Regions from separate parts of the Anas platyrhynchos genome. Here region 1 is linked to region 2. Evidence: chromatin contacts called from public Hi-C data. All regions are on one chromosome and are shown on one strand. Each heading gives the region's core, a stretch centred on a gene start, on an enhancer-like site or on the middle of the called end of the contact. The rest is flanking DNA. Distances are from core to core; before and after follow the strand shown.

The links. A called contact is a pair of places that touch in the nucleus more often than the background predicts.
Region 1: a contact with region 2 is called in a Hi-C map of F5 follicle, with 2.2 times the contacts expected there. The contact joins the promoter of PHLPP1 here to the enhancer-like site in region 2. A contact is called at or near these places in 2 of 8 Hi-C or Micro-C datasets (F5 follicle and small yellow follicle).

What each region holds. Positions count from the first base shown.
Region 1 is chr2:79,907,939-79,911,808 of IASCAAS_PekinDuck_T2T, forward strand. It overlaps PHLPP1 (PH domain and leucine rich repeat protein phosphatase 1), which reads right to left and starts at 2,251. Exons shown (of 17, transcript XM_005021068.6): 1 at 915-2,251. The coding sequence starts at 2,052.
Region 2 is chr2:79,823,980-79,827,756 of IASCAAS_PekinDuck_T2T, forward strand. It overlaps PHLPP1 (PH domain and leucine rich repeat protein phosphatase 1), which reads right to left. Exons shown (of 17, transcript XM_005021068.6): 4 at 849-1,015. Among named protein-coding and RNA genes, the nearest start is that of PHLPP1, 84 kb to the right of the region's middle. Within about 2 kb of position 1,617, at least 3 of the 8 cell types and tissues checked have an H3K27ac peak or open chromatin away from gene starts, as enhancers often do. A contact at or near this core is called in F5 follicle and small yellow follicle, where this site is marked.

The DNA of each region.
Region 1 (3,870 bases), core at 1,001-3,500, 85 kb after region 2:
ATGATTTTTATCTCCTTGCTGACCCCAGCATATCTAACCACCTCCTGTCGTTTCCTTGCCAGAGCACAGCTCACCTAGAAAACTGAAGGAAGGAGGGATTGCCCGCTCGCCGTCACTCCCACATGCTGCTCTGAACAACAAGGGGCACTCACCCCGAGCATCGCTCTCCCTCCCGGCCTGCCATTACCAGCTCTGTTTTACATGCGGAGGAATTCACTAGAGGGAGGAATCTCGGTATTTTTAGCATGAAAGCGCTGAATTCTCACGGTTCAGCGGAGTACCACTGCTCAGCCAGCCCTGTGAGGGAACGTCACTCGCTGCTTTACCAGCGGGACCTGATCTTTGGGCACTGCCTTTACCTATTCCAGAGGTGAACTCGCTGGGCTTTTGAACAGTTTGCTGGACATTAAACACGCTCCCCTCTTCGGAGGGCCGGATGAGACAGTTAAAACCCAAGGCGCTCCAGGATGACAATAGGTATTTTTACCAAGCAACCCAGCCGACAGGGAAGATATTTTTACAGCCCTACAACACGGCAGCGTTGCGTCATGGCAACGTGGGAGCTAACTTTTCCCACCCAAGGCTCCCCACCTCCCGTACCCAAAGTCGCCTTGGCGAGGCCGCGTTTGCGAGGCTCTTGCCTTTTATGCTCACGCTCTTGACAAGCTTACAGCCTCAATCACAAACAGCGAGCGACGAAACCCAAAGCGGGAGGCTGAGCAGAGGGGCTGCGCTTGCAGGATGGAGCTGCAAGGAGCTGTGGGGAGCTTCTTCCCCCCAGCAGCCCAGCTCAGGGGCGATGCAGTTGAAGGAAGGCAGGGCTGCCAAGCGCTCACACCCCACAATCCCTGAACCCCTGGGCAGCCCCAAACCAGCACCTGCAGCCCCCCCGTGCCCCGACGGCGCTGTCTCACCGGCGTAGAAGCGGATGAGGCAGCCGGTCTCCGCGTCCATGCCCTCCTCCTGCACCCGCCACAGGTCCCGGTAGCCCAGCTGGCAGAGGTAGTCGTTCTGGAGCTGCAGCGGCTTCTCGTGGGCCTCCAGCCGCCGGCTGGTCTCGCCGTGCAGCTGCACGTAGAGGGCGGGCGGCCCCGGCTCCCGGCCGGCAGCGGCGGCGGCGGCTTCGCCCCCCGGAGCCCCCCCGGCCCCCGGCGGCTCCCCCGGCCCCGGGGGGCTCCGCGCCGGCCCCGCCGCCTCCCCCTGGCCGTCGGGGGCCGCCGGCTCGGCTTCCAGCTCCTCCGAGGAGGACGAGCCGCCTCCGCCGCCGCTGCTGTAGGGGTCCAGGCGGTCGGAGACGCTGTCGGCGCTGGGGCTGAAGCTCTCCGTGTCGGAGCCGGCCGGCCCCAGCTCGCCCAGCAGCGCCGGGCAGGACAGCGGCGGCCCCGCCAGGTAGAGCTGTGCGGGCGGCTCGCTGCTCTCGTCGGCCGCTTCGGGCGGGGGTCCCTGCGGGGGAGCGGCAGGAGGAGGAAGAGGAGCAGGAGCAGGAGCAGGAGGAGGAGGAGGAGGAGGGGGGGGAGGCGTCGCAGCGCCCGGCTTGCCCAGCACCCGCAGCACGCCGCCGCCGCGGTGCCCCAGCTGCTGCAGGCGGGCGGCCACCTGCTCGGCCGTGGTGTCCAGCGTGCAGAGCACGGGGCGCAGGTAGCAGGCGGCGTGGCGCTCGTAGACGTGCAGGCAGCCCCGCCGCACGTCCCGCCGCACCCAGTCCCGCTCCGGGGGCTGCAGCGGCTGCAGCTGCCGGGGGGGCTTGGGCAGCAGCAGCAGCGCCTTCCTCTCCAGGCTGCGGGTCCCCGCCGGGGACGGCGAGGAGGAGGAGGAGGCGGAGAGGTTCCTCTTCAGCCTCCCCCGCCGCAGCAGCAGCGAGTTGGCGGCGCCGGGGGTCGCCAGCGCGGCGGGGGGCGCCGAGCCGCTGCCTCCCCCTCCTCCCCCTCCTCCTCCTCCTCCTCCTCCTCCACCGCCGGCCGCTCTCCTCCTCCTCGGGCCGCCGCTCTCCGCCCGGCTGCCGCTGCCCGGCGGGCTCCTGCCGGGCTCTGCGCCCGCGGCTGGCTGCTCCATCGGCTGCTGGAAGGGAGCGGGGGGAAGGAAGGGAAGAGCAGGGCAGGGCAGGGCAGGGCAGGAGGGGGCGCAGGGCTCAGGGCGGGCAGCGCAGCTCCGCGCAGGGGCCCCCGCGCCGCCCGCCTCAGCCCCAGCCCCGCTCCCCGCCCGGCGCCGCCGCCATTAGGGAGGGGAGGAGGAGACAGGGAGGGAGGGAGAAGGAGGGGGAGGGCGCCTCATGAATATTAACCGGCCCGCTGCGGGGCTGGGAAATGGAGGCCGGGACGGGGGGGGGGAGACTACAAGTCCCGGCAGCGCCTGCTGTGAGGGGGCGAGCTGTGAGGGGGGAGTGCTGCCCGCCCGCCCCTGGGTTTAAACGTTAATGGTGGCGGTGTCCTGCCCTCAGCAGCCGTGTTTCTGAGGCCGGGTTTCGCCAGGGAACCGTTGGCTAACGGTCGCGATCCTGTCGCGACATGGCGCGCTGTGCCTGTCACCAGCCGTGCCCCCTCGGCTCGGTCAGGCGAGCAGCGAGCCGGGGCGATTTTCCCTCACAGATGGGGACGGGAGGGGGTGTAAAAATGCACGGGGGGCGTTTGTGCATTAAACACACACACACAGGGAACTGCTCTGTGAGAAGGTCCACAGAGAAAAAGTTCCAGCACAGCTAGCCTGTCACTGTGTTTCATTGCTAAAACTACTGAAAATACGCATTTCAGACCCTAAAACTACTGAAAATACTTCCTAAAGATTGTGTAGGAGCAGCGACCAGATACCAACACTTCCCCTCCTCCCCCCATCCGATTTTAAATTATTTACTGAAAAGATAAATTACAATCAGATAGGAGAGTGTTCATACCACAAGGACATAACGCTATCTATTCGGAGAACTCTCTTGTGCTCCTGAGGGCATTTTAGCTGAGTAATGTAGGCTGGACAGGGCTGTGACTGCTTGAGATCCTTCCCTTTTAATACATTTTGTAAAATCGCAGCGAAACGTCGTGCCAGATACTCATCGAAAATGCTCTGGGCTGCGGTAGGGTGGAAGTTGTGGGCAATTAATCAGTTACACCAATGCCAGGGGAGATAAATCTTCATCCCTGAGCACCCCGAGACAAACTCTCAGTGTCAATGAAGCAGCACTTTTAGTTCTGTTTATTTTATTTATTTTTTTTTAGTGTATATACGTAAATGAACCAGAACCGTAATAAAACAAATGTTTATGTCTCCCAATAAAACGCTCCTCCAGACTTGCACATTATTTTCTTTATACCTCATACACGCAGGTGAAACACACCGCAGAAAACAGAGGAGTTCCCCGGGGAACTCGCGATGGAAACGTGTGTCTGCCTCGTATAAGGTTTATAACAATGAAGCTGTCGTTTTACCTTTGTACGGAAACCACCCCCTTTTGGAACGGAACAATCAGCAAATTAATTACGTTCTGACTGTGCGGTTTGCTGGCCCGTATCTGGATTTGCAGTAACCAGCAGGAACATCGCTGGAATTCCTTCTGGGCGAGAGACCCAGGACCAGATCCAGAGCGTGCACTGAGAGAAGATGACGGCAACGCTTGGCCATTAAAGGCTTAAACCGGTGCCCAAAACCTCCTCTAACAGTAGCAGCACACAGTGAAAGTGCAGCGTTGAGTGTATTGCAGCCTGATTCTGTCTACTTTGTGCATTCCCGTTTAATTATTTCTACTGATTCACACCACCCTCATGCCACCTACTTCACAAAGGTTACTCCAGGTCTCCTGATTTAGATGCATGAGAGAAATACTTTATGTGCAAACACACACAGACACACTCGGACGAGGGAGTCGGTAAGCTCGAGAGGCAT
Region 2 (3,777 bases), core at 367-2,866:
GCCAGATTTTTGTTTTTCTAGAACAAAATTGGAATTATATAAAATACAACAGCCCACATAATTCATCTTGCATTTTTTGGTTCTTTTTTTAAGATGAAGGGATGTAGAAACGTGGTTGAAAACATTTCATTTGAACAGGACTATGCACAAATACAATCCGGAGGTACTCTGCAATTCCGTTACTACTGAAATTAAAATCACAGGCTTATATTTACTATGGAAACATTAATCTTCCAGCATACAGAAAGACTGCTGATTTCACAATTCTGGGACACGCACATTAAATCACTCAGTCCACTAGTAGTACTGCTGTCCATCCGTTTCTTACATTCTTGATGAGCTGCAATGGACAGAACACCTGGAAGGTCACAGTTACTAGGAAAAGATGAGGTTTGAACAGAGAAGAGAGATGACAGCAATCTGGCTTAAATTGTTAAATCAGGGTTTTCTTTGCTTGAGAGAAAACAAAACTCTAAAGTGAACTTGCACACAGCGTTATCCCTACCTAGAATGCTGCTGATGGGCAACTCGGTAACTCATTCTCTCACGTAACAGATTGAAGGATTACAGCCTAGCCTCAGCAGGTAGGTGTAAAGCAACGCACTCTGAAAACTCCATTTTAGATCAAAAATAGTTTTCATAGAAAAGCATGGAGTTTCTTATGAAAGCTGGTCTGTTTCTAGCCAGCACACAGCTAACCAATTTCTGAAGCGTCAGTCTGTCCATTCTTCCCCAAGAAAAGTTACTTTTTTTTTTTTAAACCAGCATCACTTTAGGAAAGTTCCTGCAGACCAGTGGTTACTTGGCTCCAAGGGCAGAGGAAGACCAGTAGAACCAGCAGACCTTACCTTTGCAATTCATTAAGCGCTCTACTTGTAGATGGGCTAGGGTTTAGCCTCAGGAAGTTCTGCTTTAAATTGAGATGAGTGAGGTCTTGGCTATAAAACAGGTTGGCAGGCAGTTGCTCCAGGCTGCAGCATGAAAGATCCACTGAGCTTATACGCTGTGATGCAACCTGGAAGTCAAGAGGCACACCGATACATTAATAATGTAATAAATCAAGAGCATTTCCTTCAGCCCTACTAGCATGAGATAAACTGTTTTTTAACCACAGCACAAGTCGGTGTCAGCATATGCAGCTAATTCAACCCTGTTTACATCACTTGTAGAAGTTAACCCACAATCTTGTTCCAACTCAGTGCTAAAACCAGGAGCACAGATGGCCAGCAGGGGGAAAGCGCAAAGGTTTGTCAAACTAACATGCAAAATGAATTCATTTTCATCTATGAAAGTTATGCGACACTCTGTGACCAGAAAAACAGGTAAGAGATTTGACATAAACTTCAGTTTAGTCCTTTGGTTAGCAAGTAACAGCAGCAAAAATGTAAGTGCACAAGTCCTCTGTATTGTGGTATGGTTGGTCAGTATATCGAGGCAAAAGGTGAGCAGAGGTAAGGGGATAGCAGTCATCCACCTATCTCAGCATTACACGTCAGGAAAAAAAATAATTCGTCACATTTACATCTTACTGGGAAAACAGTATCTGACCAGCAGCAAAGCACTGGGCGCTCTGTTCTTCTCGCTGAATTAGAAAACTGGCCAAGGGTAACTGATAAAAATGTGATAACAAAACTGAGATTTGGGAGCTTGCCACTCCTCCAGAAAGGAGGAGACAGAAGTCTGCAGATGCCAAAGAAATCATACTACCTAGCACTATGAAAGGGCTAGCGTCATTCCACAGAGACCTACAGGCAGCAAATTCAAACCGAAACTCTGCACCTTACCAAATCTCTAAGATACGACTGAGTGAACTACAACCTGCCACTTTATTTACTTAAAAAAACAAAAACAACACTGCCATTGAGAATTGTTACTTGTATTTTCTGTCCAATACTATTAAGCAAACCCTTTCAAAGTCTTGGGAGTCATGGAGTTACCTCCATCAGGAAGTACGAAATGCAATACAGCGAGGATGGTGGGCAAGGAGGAGCGATCAAGTGCTAGAAGAGTAAGAGACGTTTTTGGAGCAGACCTGGCTTAGATCAAAGGAGAGAAAGCAAACAAGTTCACTGCCATCGTAGACTTGTGGGGCTGCACAACCAGTGCTCACGCAGTGACGTGTTCTGTCGGCTGCTCACTGCAAGAGAAGCAATCATTTTTGCCACTGGCACTTTGATTGGCCTCGCATGCTATGATTCTGGAAGTACAAACACCACATCTAAGGGACAAGAAAGAAAAACAAACGAGAAATCCTCCAACAAAGCCCAGTGGCAGTTTATAAGAGCCTCTGAACTCCAGTGAAGGAGATATCATCTAATCTTCTGGGCAGAGATACAGCCTTTTCCATGAAGGACCCTGAACACAGAAACAGATCATTTTTTTTGCTGGCATAAGTGAAGTAGCTTGCCACTGAAAGGAAGGCCAAGGACTTTTTTCTTCCCTTTTTTTTTTTTCCTCTCTAACACAAGCTACACAGACCTCAGGATAAGTGGGCTCTATTACAAACACGCGGCCATAAGCTTCAAGAGGAACAGACGGTGCCGTGTTTTTCTCTGATGTGACCGCTAATAATCCAGCCCTCCCACATCCATTAAAATGCTTCAATTTCTTTTACTCAATTAGCTCAGTCCTTTTGTCACCCTAGCTACTATTTTTCTTCCTCCTATAGTATCAGACAGAAAATATTCACGGGCTATTCTCAGCCGTCATCTCGGAAAGTTAGGTGTTCGGTCTATTTACGGCGCCAGAACCTGCCCAGCAGGGCACGCTTCTCCTCACGCCGAAAACAACTGATGAAAAAGCACTGACACCCATTAGATGAAAAAGGAGAAGGTGTAATTTCAGGTGCAATGTTTACACGTCCTGTTGCTTCAACTGCTTGTTTGGAATGCAGCAGGAACAGTAATAAGCAACCCAGAGTGCTCAGCAAGGCCTGTCACTCGAAAATGTTTAACATACCCAAACTGATAACTCCAAGTGAGCCAACAAACCCAAATTCTGCTGTGGTCTCCAAAAAAGAATGCAAGTTCCTTTGTTAAAGCCTTCCACCTCTGGGGGAGAAAAAGCTGTTACAAGTAATATTGTTTTTACAAGTTATAGCTCCTGTTTGTGTGTGTAGTTTTATTTTTGTTGGTTTTGTTTTTAAAAGCAATCACCCTGTTATACAAAGGATTTCATTAATCATAAAACTGATACATACTCCACGATGGCTCGACCACGGGTAACTGTCAAAGTTAAATATGTTTTAAAAGGAGTTAGTTCTGAAATCGACTGTAATTTTATTGCAGTCTTTTTTGTTACCTAGGCAGTATGCTGGGAATTAACTGCTGAATCATTACAAGGAACAGTCGTATAAACAAATACAGTTATTCTCATAGGCACGGATGAAGTCTTTACCCTTCTCATTGCTCAGTACTGCTCTGTAACAAATTCCTAGAGAACAGAGGAAAGAGATGAAAAACAAAGAAGAGCAGCAAAGAAAAACAATAAAGGGATATTTCAATCTCGCTTTTCAACCGACTTAAATGCAGCCTGTGCATGCCTTTGCTATCGTTTACTAAGAGCACATGTGTTTGTTTGCTATTGTTTATTGCAAAGCATTCTCCTAAAGCATAGTAGAGTGTATAATAAAGCACTGGGTTTCTTCAGCTCACTGTGGGGAATCACTGCAGAGAAACGCTGATAATAGGTAAGAAATCTCTGGCTAGAACACCCCTCGCAGTCAAAGAATAAAGAGCATCCTCAGGAAGGGACATTATCTGCAGCAAGTAGGCTTTC